Regions from separate parts of the Oryctolagus cuniculus genome. Here region 2 is linked to region 1. A link is a contact called in public Hi-C data. All regions are on one chromosome and are shown on one strand. Each heading gives the region's core, a stretch centred on a gene start, on an enhancer-like site or on the middle of the called end of the contact. The rest is flanking DNA. Distances are from core to core; before and after follow the strand shown.

What was found. Hi-C and Micro-C count contacts between places; a contact is called where the count stands out from the background.
Region 2: a Hi-C map of skin fibroblasts shows a contact between it and region 1, with 3 times the contacts expected there. The contact joins the enhancer-like site here to the promoter of TLE3 in region 1. A contact is called at or near these places in 3 of 6 Hi-C or Micro-C datasets (ear pinna, embryonic fibroblasts and skin fibroblasts).

The regions. Positions count from the first base shown.
Region 1 is chr12:92,632,749-92,638,944 of mOryCun1.1, forward strand. TLE3 (TLE family member 3, transcriptional corepressor) reads right to left here and starts at 3,960. Exons shown (of 20, transcript XM_008249826.4): 1 at 3,828-3,960; 2 at 3,202-3,302; 3 at 2,707-2,770; 4 at 1,801-1,845. The coding sequence starts at 3,851.
Region 2 is chr12:93,096,043-93,102,238 of mOryCun1.1, forward strand. No RefSeq gene overlaps it. Among named protein-coding and RNA genes, the nearest start is that of TLE3, 460 kb to the left of the region's middle. Within about 2 kb of position 3,264, at least 1 of the 8 cell types and tissues checked has an H3K27ac peak or open chromatin away from gene starts, as enhancers often do.

The DNA of each region.
Region 1 (6,196 bases), core at 2,710-5,209:
CCCCTAAGAAGCCTGCTTGGGGAGCAGCCAGAAATCCCAGATGCACACAGCTGCTCTTTATACAAAGCCCCCCCCCCCCAAGGCACTACGTTTTAACTCTTCCTGGGTTCAGCCAGAGCCGTCTGCCCCGGGAATTCAGACCAGCTCTGCTCTGCCAGCCAAGGTGGAGCCTTTGTGCCTAAGAACCATCCGCTTGCAGGCGCAGGGAACACCACCCATGCAGCCCTCAACATGCAACGACATATTAAACCTTCATTACGAAGCTCTTAGAATAACCGCTGCTATAAATTTTCAACCTGGGCGCAATTACCCTCTTTAAACACACCCAAGACACTAAGCGCTGAGAAGCAGAAAAGTGGGTGTGGAGAAAGGGAGGAAGTGGCACCTTGCACAACATCCCCCAAGGTCCCTGAAACACCTGGGACCCCAGCGCTACCTCAGGCACTCCGGTTGGACAAGTGAGACTAGGTCAGGGCCACCATCGCAGGGCTGAACCGAGTCCCCACGGAGAAACGTTTTTATAGAGAAAGCTATCTGTATATGATTTCTGTGGGCCAAGAACCAAAACCGTGCTAGCTAGCGTCCCTGATCCCCCCAAGAAGCTGGGTTTCCCGTCCAGCTGAGAAACTAAAGCCCTTCCTGCGTGCCCTTCTCCCCACACCAGGCGCTCCGTTCAAGGAGGGAAAAAGCTCTGACCAAAAACCACCCAAAAAAAAAGCTCTGACCAAAAACCACCCGTGCCAGCCACGCTCTAAGCTTGGCAGGGTCACCTGGCCTTGTCACCTGCCCTGGGTCCTGCCCCCTTTAAAGAGCAAGATTCAAACCATGTAAACGACTGTTAATTTAGAGCAGAAAATCCATTCGAGTCACAGTCACCAAGGGCTAGAGTGAGTCAACAGCCTTCTGAGATTTCAAGAACACCAATTGTTAAAAAGAACAAGCGGCGGGCCTGTGCCATTTATACGTGCCAAGTCAATGCTAACCGTGGGCCAAGCCAAATTATAGGCAGCCTCTCCTAGGAACACAAATACACCAACAGGCCTCTCCCACAGCCCAGCCTAGCACCGGCCTAGTTACTGATATGCATGGAGATAAAGGCTGTTTGTATTTGCTCGGCTTGAGGTATACTGTTATTAGAAGAGTGACAATACGAGGTAGTTTACATATCCATCAAATGACACCATACTAGCTAAACTGGTTTGACTTCAGGATTTCAAAGCTGAGTTCAACCCCCAGCCAGCTTCAGAGTTCTGGTTCGGCTGCCTCTGGGCAAGTTACTTCACCCCGGAGCTTGGGCTTCCAGCTCTGTAAAATGGGGTCGGGGAAGCTGCCCTCAACCTGACAGAGCGAGAGCAAGGCCTCCCAAGCGTCAGGCCTCAGAGCTGGATTTTAAGCCTGCTGGTGGCTTCATGCCCTCACATTTCCACAGCCCAGCCTGGCTTTTTTAAGACTCTGGAAGTCTAGTGTTATCAAGGTAGAACATCACATTAAAAGAAAAAAAACCAAGCCCTCTTGCATTTTCTCTAGAGATTTTTACACGCAAATGGGCACCTGTGCCTTCTCGGGGGCTGGTCAGACAGACCCTAGATCAACATTCTCCTCCTGGTCCTTTTTCCCAGCCCAGGACCAGCTTCACAAGCCTGGGTGCTAAGGGTACATACAGGGTGTCCAGACCTCAAATTTCAGGGCCTGGCCCCGCTCGACCCTCAAGGGGAAGCTCATTTCCATCCAGGAGAGGACCCTTTACGAAGCCCCTACACTGAATTTAAAACTACAGCTTTTAAAGAGAAAAGCACTTACCTGCTTGTGCATTTCGATGTTCAAGCCATAGGACATCTCATAGTACTAAAAATAGAAAGAAGCACCATTAACAGACAACCCAGAATTCTGCTCCTTTTTTCAAAAGGAGTTCTTTCTGGCCTCTTCTGATGCGAATGGTAAGGGGCTTTAAATTAAGCCCCCAAGGGCAGGGTGCTAAGAGCCGCTCCCCTGCCCCCAGCACTGCAGGGGCCACATATCCTGTTTGTACAAGGTAGGGGCCCAACAGGGAGTCAGGTGCACACTCTCTCTGAGAATAACTTAGCACTGCGCCCAAGGCCTCTTAGGTGAGAAGCAGTGCTGGGAGCCTGGCTGATGTGTCTCCTGGGCTCTCCCACAATGACTTAAAGCTGCAGGTGCAAGCCCTGGGTACAGGGAGCCAGGCTACCTGCTGCCCAAGGTCCCGTGACTTTTCAGGTGAGGAACCCTGGCCCACAGTGGGGCTTGCAAAGGCCCACACACCCTGGGCCAGGAGGGCTGCTGGGCTCCTCTGGCTACATTCCAGGGTTGCAAAGCACAAAGTTTCCAAGCGCTCCCAGGAGGCCTTGAGAGATTTTTATCCTATGCTATGAGTCCTGTCTTCCTGGGCTGATCCAACACCATCCTACCGGCTCTCCCAGGGCAAGCAGCCCTAGGGAATCTTAAAAGCACCCAGCAAAGGCGTACAAAGGGAGCAGGGCTCTCCGGGCCTGCAATTCGGGTTTCTCCCTCCGCCCCTGGGCTCACCCACCCCCTCCCAAGTGGCCGATGCCAGGGGAAGCCAGTGAGGGGCGCAGGGCATTCCCGCCCAGCCCCCCTTCCCTGAAGAGCCGCCGCGGCCGCGGTGGGGAGTGAGCCCCGGTCCCCGCGCCGCCGGCGGGGTCGCCGCCTTCCCGGGCCGCCTCTCACCATCACATAATGGCGCTGCATCTCGGTCTTCTCGTTCGCCAGCTTGTCGTACTCCACTTTGAGGCTGCGAGGGCAGAGGAGCCAGCTCAGGCCTGGCGCCCGCACGGCCGCCTCCGAGGCCGCAACCCCAGGGCCTCCGAGAGCCACTTTCCCATTTCCTGGACACCAACCCTCCCCGGGGGGGGGCACCCCACTATCCCGCAGCGTCGGGGCGCACAGGGGCTGGGGTCCACGCCGTGGGCATGGGGGAGCAAGGCAACTGGAAACTTCCCACGGAAGAGCGAGCCCGCTCACCGCGACCGCAGGGGGAAGGACCCCGACCTTCGGCCGCGGGCAGCACAGGGTTAAGGCGGCGCGCTCGGAAAGGGGAAACAAAAGGCGGAGGCCCCAGTGGCCCCGCCGCCCGGGGTCGGGAGCCCCCTCCGTCGCAGCGACGGGGATGCCCCCTCCCTGCCGGCCCCGGGGCGCTTGCCCACCCCCCTCCCCCGGCCTTACCTGTGATACTGAGCTTGCAGGAACTGGAATTCGTCTTTGATCCTGTCACAAGACTCAGCCACCGTGAATTTAAATCCGGGCTGCCCGGGTTGATGGGGAGCCTGCAGCCCGCGAGGACGAGACAGGGGAGGGGCGCGGGCGTCAGCCGGGGCTCGGGGCCTCCGCCGCGTCCTCGGCCCCTCCCCGCCGGCTGCCCCACCAGAGAGGCCGCCCTCACAGCCCACAGCCTTCCCCGCAAGTTCCTCGGCTCCCCGACGGCGCGGGGGGAGGGGGCGCCCCGGGTCCTCCGGCTCAGTCGCGAGGTTTCCACCCGCAAACAGAGAGGCGGGGGCAGGGAGAACGCGGGGCGAGTTGGAGACTTAAGAAAGGGGGCGGGGGGGTCACGAGAACGGCTTCCCCTCCGGCCCCGGCTCGGGACTGACCTCGCAGGTCCGCCGAGTCTCTCGGTCCCCAGCCCCTTTGTGTGAGCGCGCGCGCGCGCACTCACACTGCACAGACACACACACACACGCACAGACACACACACCCCATAAAGGTAGCAACAAGCAAAATGGAGGTGCCGGATAAACTGCCTCGTTTACCCTGCCATGATAGATGCTTAAATAAACCGAGTTGCAATTACTCACCGGATGTCTCCCTTGCGGATACATGGCAGGGAGGGGTCGTGATTCCGAGAGCTTGGAAGCGCCGAGAGCCCGGGCCGGGGAGGTGCGGGAGAGGGGGGAGCCGAGCCCGAGCGGGGGGCGGCCGGGAAACCGAGAGCTCGCCCCCGGCCCCCCCAGCTCGCTCTCGCAGCGAAATCCCAGAGTCGGGCGCCCGCCTCGAGCGGAGACAAAGAGCCGCGGAGCGGGCGGCAAAGTCGTCGGAGGCCGGGCGGCGGGCGCGAGCTTTGTGCGCCTAGGGCTCGGCGGGCTTCGGCCGGCCGCCTTCCCGGGGCTGCGTCGAGCGCGTCAGGGCCGGGGGCTGCGCGGACATCGTCGGCTCCCCGGCGAGTCCGGCGCGGGGTCCCGAGGCCGGGGGCCCCTCCGGATCACTCAGCAGCGCGTCGCGCCGGGGCTGCCCCAAGCATCCGGGGCGCGCGAGTCCGACCCCCAGAGCAGCTGGGCCCGCGGCTCGCGGCGAGAAGAGAAGACAGGCGCCGAGCTGGAAGCTCGGGGCCGCAGGAGCGCCGGAGAGTGAGGGCTGGAGCCCGCCGCGGGCGCTTCGACGCCCCCCCTCGGAGAGGAGAGCCTGCTGTTCCGTCTGCTACCGCCGCCGCCGCCGCCGCCGCCGCAAGCCCTTCCCAGGGCCGGGGAGGAACTCCGGGCTCAGTAGGTGCAAATCAACCTCCCTGGCATCCTAACTCCAGCGGGCACCGGAAGCTTCTCCGTGAACGGGTCCTCGCCGCTCCCGGCTGGAGCGCCGCGTTCCCCACGAGGAGCGCTCGGCGCCACCGCCGCGGCCGCCTCGGAGCGCGCCGGCAGGAGAGCGCTGGAGGGGAGACGCAGCCGGAGGCCGGGCAGCTCTGCGGCTTCCTCCCTTCCCCTCGGCCCGGCTCTCCGCGCCCCGACAAACCCCCAAAACACACACCTCCCCCCCACCCACAGCGCGCGCGCGCGCGCGCACACACACACACACACACAAACACACACCCCCAAAAAAAGTGCCCGGGACCTGCGGATACCACACACAGACAGGCGAGGGGGACGAGCACGAGGTCTGAACTGCCGCGAGAGCAGTTCCAAATAGGGACTGAAAAGTAACAAAATAATGTGGCAGCTTCGCCCGGCCGCAGCCAATGGGCGCGAGCCGTCCCCACGTGGGGCCGCGGAACTCGGCCCGCGACTGGCCGCCGCCGGGCGCGACGTCACAATGCCCTCTTGTGTCTAAAACTATGCATGAAAAGTAGCAATCAGGCCCTACCCGCTGGTGACTTTCGCATGGGAGTGAAAACCAGCGCTCCTCAGATCAGGAATTAACCGAAAGACATATAATAAATAGATATATATTATAGTCCCGGGCTGCTGGAGTTCCTCCCCGCCCCCGCCTCTCTTTTTTTCCCACGATCTACTAGCAAATAATTATTTGGCGGGTGGGGGTTAGGACGGATGACGGGAATAACAACAAAAGGATAAAAGACTAGCGAGCGGCGCGGAGCTCCAAACCTGTGGCTGGGAGGACCGGATCGGTTTATGCCGCAGCCGCGGCAACGGTTCGCCCCTGTAATCCCATTAGGCCGGCCGAGCGGCCCAATTAGACACTGTAAGACAACCACTTCGTCACGTTCTCGTTCTAGGACCCCTAAGATGGTGGCTCCCCAAGTTGCCTCCGACCTCTCACAGCCCGCTGGGAGCCCCCAGCGTCCCTTCTTTGTTCGCTCGCCCGTCCTAAGCCCAAAACTGCGCCTGCGACGCGCGGCGGCCGCCCGCCCGGGAGCGGTCAGAGGGACTCAGACCCCCGCGGGGGTCCCCGCTGTGGGACGGCTTCGCCCGCGCCGAGGGCGCTGAGAAGACGCGGTCGGGGCCGCGCGGGACTGCCGAGCTCCGGCCCGCACACCGCCAGCTCCGGCGGCCCCGCGCTCGCGGCTGAGGGGGGCGCGGGCCGGGGGTCGCGCCTCAGCGCCTCCGCGGGCCCGGAGACGGCGGCGCGCCCGCGCCCGCGCGCGCGCCCGGCTCAGTGTTTTCCCCTCATTAGCAGCCGGAGCTTCGCTTTCGCATCTTAATGAGGCGAGCGCGAGCGGCCGCTCCGAGGCCGGTGCGCGGGGAGTCACACGTGAGCGCCCGCTCGGGCCGCCAGCCCCGGCCGTGCTCCTCTCTTCATTTATTTATTCTCCTAAATAAAAACATAAATCGTGTGCGGCGCGCACCGGAGAGGGGGGTAGGGAGAAGCCGGGCTCGACAGATGCGAGCATCTGGCCGCAGCATACATTACACACAAAATGGCTCCTCTCCGGAGCTTCCTTTCCCCTCCCCCTCTCCGCCCGCCCCCTTACGTCACGGGTGGGCGCACCCGCTTC
Region 2 (6,196 bases), core at 2,014-4,513, 460 kb after region 1:
ATGGGCAGCCATGAACTGTGCCAACACACATGTGCATGCACATACACAAATATTAATGAGTGAGGGAATATCAGAGCAGAACAACCAAACACACCAAGGCTCCAGGGGTTGCCATCTGTGTAGACACTGAAGAAATTAGATCCAGAGTCTGGACAGGCAGGAGCTGAGAGAGACCAGATCAAAGGCTGCTCCATCCTTCCTCAGGCACCTAGGGCTGACTGATGACAGATGAGCTCGCACAGGTAAGGTGCTGGTATGGAAGGTGTTCTGCACATGTCTGCTGCTTCCAGGAGGGGCTGAACACAAGCACATGTCCCAAGAGCAGGATGCCATCTTGGAGCTTCAGATCAGTAGTTTGGGGCAACGGCAAGCAAGGTTCTTTTTTTTAAATATTAAATTTTAATCCATACTTAATTCTCATGAAAATTAAAACATTATGGATAAGGCTACTGTCTCTGTGTTAGCCAGCTTTTCATTACCTTAATTAGAAGACACTGAGAGGAGCTTCTTAGTAAGCAAGGGTTTATTTTGACCTGCAGCACAGAGGTACAGCCCAAGATCAACTGACCCATTGGTTTCAGCATCCAGTGAGGTGGAAGGATGGTCACGTGGTGAGCCAGGAAGCAGAGAGACAGGAACCATGCACAGCTGGTATCATCAACCCTCTCATGATCTACCTGTGGTAGGCAAACCCCCAGCGATTCAGAGCCCCCCCCCCCAAATGCCACCATCAGATCAAGTGTGCACCCTCCACCCATCAACTATTAACATCAGTCCACTCACCAGCAACGTTAGGACTTTGGGGCTTATGTGCCTGCGTGACTTTGGGGAGACAAATTCTGCTCAAACCCTAACAGTCCCTCAGTATCAACCTCAATTCCAGTCTTTCACCCAGAGGCAAGCATTGTTGGTTCTTGAGAACGCTTCAAGCCCTTTCACTATTTATGTACACACAAGTACATATGCCGAGAAAGTGTACAGAGAATATTGTTTTGTAAGTAGTGTCGCTCATTTTCTTTTTGTTTGTTGTTGCTCAGCATAAATGTCCTGCATTGGCAATTTGCTTTTTGTCACTCCACAGTGCACCTGTAGATCCACCCAAAGTATTTTCCTCTCATCCTTCCAAACTGTAGCACAGTTTGGTTTAGAAGATTTGGTTAGAAAAGTCAAAGCATCTTACCCTTTAAGAATAGTCATGGTCAAAAACAGAAGGGGAATTGGTGTTGTGGTTCAGTGATTAAGCTGCTGCTTGTGGCACTGGTCTTCCATATCGTGGGGCTGGCACCCGTTCCAGCTGCTCTGTTTCTGAGTCAGCTTCCTGCTAATGTACTTGGGAGGGCAGTGGAGGATGGCCCAAGTAACTTGGGCCCCTGTCACTGACGTGGAGACCTAGATGGAGTTCGTGGCTTCGGCCTGGCCCAGATCTGGCTGTTGCAGCCATCTGCGGAGTGAACCAGCCAACAGAAGATCTCTCTCTCTCTCTCTGCCTTTAAAATAAATAAATACTTTTTTTTTTTTTTTAAATCATGAATATCTTCAAAAAGCTCAGTATCAGGTCTCGAATGGTTCTGTCCAGAGGGAGTTGAGGTAAATCTCTCACCTCAACAGTGAGGACCACATTTGGGGCTAAAGCAGATGACTAAGAAGAGTCTCAGTAAGCAAGAGACTGGGCAGAGAAATTGCTTCCAGCTTGTTCACGCTTGGCTTGACTGACACCATGTGCTGAGGTGTTAAAGAAGCCTTCCCAGAAGGTGGAATTACAACCCTCTGCTGGGGCCTCCTTGATTTCAGAGTTGAAGCCCAGAGACTTCCTCCTGAGCTGGCAGAGGGACGAGGGAGGCAGGAAGCAGGAACCAGTGGTTTCTGTGAACGTCCTCATGGAGCCATGGCTGGCCTGTCTCCTTACCCTGCCCCTCATCCATAAGTCCTGGCTTTGATCTCCACTGGGGGTCACACACCTGCCCACTACAAAGCTGCACCCAGCCCTCCTCCCAGGGCTGTTGCCACGCTCACCCTGAGCTGTGGGCATGCAGTCCACTTGGGTATGGGATAGGAGAGAGGCAGTTCTAACGGTCAGCAATAGAGATAACTGTAATCCAAGCTTCAATCATCTGTACAACTGTTCTTTTATTGTTGATCGAGGGGGAAGATTTAGCTGCTGTAAGGGACGTACACTCAAAAGGAAGGGCTAACAACCATAACTTAAGTAATTGTGTTGAATGAAGACTGGAAGTATTAGAGTCTGGGACTCGTGCTTTGTGGCTCGGCGGGGACCAGCCTGAAACTAAGCACTCCCCTCCGAAGGTTCCAGGTCCATTGTTTCAGTTTTTTCTCCTAAGACAATGCCCCAGGCCGCTGCTGGCCCTCCAGGTCCTCCCCCAGAACTCACCTCATCCTGCATTTCAGCACTAGGTGGGCAAGCAACAGGTGAGGGAGGGTGTAAGTGAGCAGCCACACTGCAGTTCTGTGCCCAGGCGTTTGTCGTGGCCATTGGGTGACTAACTGTCACTGATTCAGGGGCCTGCGGCTGGGGGACGCCAGGGCAACTTCGGAATGGTGGTCCCTGTTTTAGCTGTTGCGAGCCAGGACCCACCGCGTCGCCTTCCCTGCTTCTTCCTCCTTCCTCACACGTACTCCGGGCGTCTGCCTCCACCAACGCCCGGCCCCAGAGCTTTCCCTACCACCTTTCTGGAGTAACCAGAAAACTCGGAAGCGGCCCCATGGTCCTGCCTGAACTCCCAACAATGCGGTGTGCGGGTTGCCCGGCAGATTTTCAGCTCAGAGCTCACAGGTCAAGCCTTAGTCCCGGCCGGTCACTCTGCAGAGGAGGGGGCACGTGGGCAGCTCACCACGAGGCTTCTGCCCCTCGCTCACAGCACAGCAGACACCTCCGCCAGGATTCCAGCATCGACCTAGTCAGTAAAACAGGTCATAAACTTGCTGCCGATTGTTCTCTGAGAATCTTGGCTTTGGCCTTTGATGGGAGGCTCCTGAACACATTCCTGTGGGCCGGGCCCTCGAGGACGGTAGTGGGCGTTGCACTGCAGAGCCCCGCGCCCCACAACCCGGGAAAGCCTCCAATACCGGAACAGCAACGACAACGAGGCGGGACGCCTCGGCGGTGTCCACGCACCAGCCATTCCCCGCGCCGTTCCCCGGGCTATCCCCGGCCCCGCCGCCGAGAGCGCACCGGCCCGCCTGGCCCCGCGGCCCTCCCACTTGTGCCCCTTTCATTTGGCGCCCTGGCCTCGCCGTCCCTGAGCTATGAGCCGCCGTTCCGCCGGCAGGTCTCGGCCGGACCGCCCAGGAGTCCAGCCCTACCCGGCGGCCGCGCGTCTTTGCTCGGGTGCACAGCGCCCCCTGCCGGCCGGTCGTGGGGTATTTTTTTCCGCTCAGGCAGAGCGTGCGGACGGCAGCGGGTGCAAGGAGCCTCGGGGTGTCTGGGAGCGGACAATTTGGAATCTGGGTGGAGGACCCAGACCTCCTTGGCCGCTGTGAGGACCACAGTCCTCGCGATAACGTGGTGGGCAGTGCCGCTCCTTCGCAGCCCTAACCTCCCCAGACCCCGCAGATTCCCTTCCGGCACCCCTTACCCAGTCCCCTCAGCCGCCTCATCCCTGACCTGGGCGACTCTAGGGTCCCTCAGCAGTCCTGCATTCGGCGCGAGACTCCTCGGCTTCCTGAGAACCACCGTCAGCCAGCGGCCGGGACCCCCCCCCCCCCCAGGCCCTGGGAATCAGGGCGCGAGCCCCTCAGGACGGGATCTGTTTACATCTGCTGCGGCCTCCGTCACAATTATCTCTCCGAAATCCCCCCACCTCGCCCCTCCTGAGCCCCAGATTGCGGAGCTGGGGGAGGGCAGTGTGACTCTTCCCTGACATCCTCAGGGTCCTCACACATCACCCCTCTCCCCTGCCTTTCTGCCTGCCTCCGTGCTGCCCCAGGCCCCTGCCCCAGCAGCTGCACAGACCACCGTCTGGTCAGCCCGTCCCCTTTCTTCAAACCCTTCTTCAGTGGCTGCCCCAGAGAGCCCTGGGCCATCAGCCTCTGCTGTGTCCGATTTCACAGCCTGTCCCGTTACACCGGAGACCTGAGGCGGAGTGGCTGTGGTTGCCCGGTAGCTGGGGATACTTCTCCCCTGTCGCGTGGCTGACTCCTGCTGCTAGGTCTCTCCCACCCCCTGACCAGGCTGTCTCACCGCTGAGCTCCAAGCCCCCTGAAATTCCCTGTCCTTGCTGTCCAGGCTGCTGTCTGTCTTCCTCTCTAAGTTGTGAACTCTGCAAGCACTGTCTTGCTCATCTCCTAATAACCCAGATGGCTCTGGGGTTCCCCAGGCCGCTTAGCTCTAGTGCAGAACTTTGCAGTGGACACGGCTAATTACCTACCCAGTAGCCATTTGGAAGTCTTCCTTAATGACAGAACTCTGATTTTGTTCGGGAGCGATATGCCCAGCTGAAATATTCTTTGGGTAGAGCTCCTGGGAAAGCTTTGCAAAAAAGGACGAATTCCCTAGCCTGGCCTTTTTTTTTTTTTCTTCTCCCCTCTTTTTTTTTTTCCTTTCCTAGAACACAAACAAGATGCAGCCGCCGCCATTGTGTAGCAAAGAGGACAAAGGTGTCACACTAAGGTAGAAGAGCCCGGTGCTTGTTTAACCCCACTCTGTGGAGGGTTTCTTTAACTGCAGCCGGACAGAGTCAACACACTTTCCTCCCCAAGAAGAGAGAGTGCAAGGCCTCCGCCTAGAACATGTCTGCCAGTTGTCAGTCAACCCACTTTTCATGGTGGCCACTGACGTTAAGCTCCTGCCCATTTTTCGCTGCAAGCCTGGAGCCTGAAGCAGTGACAAACCATCAGCTTTCCATTTTCCCAGGAATACCAGGATAAAGAGCAGAGAGCTTCGGTCTTCATGTCTGTACCCCTTATCCTGAATAAGTGCGATATGCTGCACCGTAGCATGCCTACGTCTGCAGCTTTACTGTGAAACATTTTCAGATTCGCTTTCCTCTGTGATAATTTGCTCAAAGGAGCAAAACCAAATTCTTCTCATGTGCTTACGTGCAGCAACTTAACTATCACTTTTTGCGAATTGGACTCCTATGTGTGCTAGCGCGTTCTATTCCAGTGGCTTATCAAGCTAGTATTCCAGAGAGTTGGTCCTCCAAGAAGAATTGTCAGTGGAGGTTAAGATAATTATTTTTTCGCTCTCATCACGTTTGTCTTCCCACCATGCTCCACTCTGTGACGGGAAGGTGCCAGGGACTGGGTTAGGAAACCACTGAACACACCACCCCACGCCCAGTGCCCACCCACCTGTTTTAACATGATCCTTGCCTTCTAACTCTAAGGAATAATTTCCTGAGAACCATCAGGTCAGGTGAAAGAAAACGTTGGTGCTAAGCTCAGGCGAGACTGGTGGCAGAAAGGTCTGTGGACTCTATCCATGTGCCAGTCACGTCTGCTCTCTGGACTTAGATTTTTCACGGTGAACTTTATTTTAATTCATGATTAATTCATAATTAATTTAATTCATGAGAATTTTAATTCTCATCTGTAAAACTGCAAGAATGAAAGAAATACTTTTATAGGGTTAAATTTTCATTCCTAATACTATGCCTTCTTTCTCTCAACCAGTCTTGGCAAAATTTATTTTTATTAATCTTTTCAAAACATTAATTTTTATTACTTCTACTATATGTTTTTTTCTTTTTTAGGAAATTTAGATATTTTTACTTATTTTAGAAGCGTTTTTTCATATAGATGAAGTATATATTAAAATATGCACAATATACACAATTCACTTCTTATTTTAATACCTATTTTTGTTTTTTACTAACAATAACTGTACATATTTTGGGACTGTGACTTTTTGTATAAATATTTATTTATTTGAAAGTAAGATTACAGAGGAGAGGGAGAGACAGAGATAGAGGGAGAAACAGAGAGAGAGACAGAGAGCAAGCTTCCCTCTGCTGGTTCACTCCCCATGTGGCCGCAATGGCCAGGCCAAAGCCAGGAGCCAGGAGCTGCATTCAGGTCTCCCACATGGGCAGTAGGGGTGCAGTCACTTAGGCCATTCTCCACTGCTTTTCTCAGGCCATTAGCAGGGAGTTGAACTGGAAGTGGAGCAACTGGGACATGAACCAGTGCCCATATAGGGTGCTAGTGTGGCAGGCAGTGGCTTTTACCTGCTACTCCA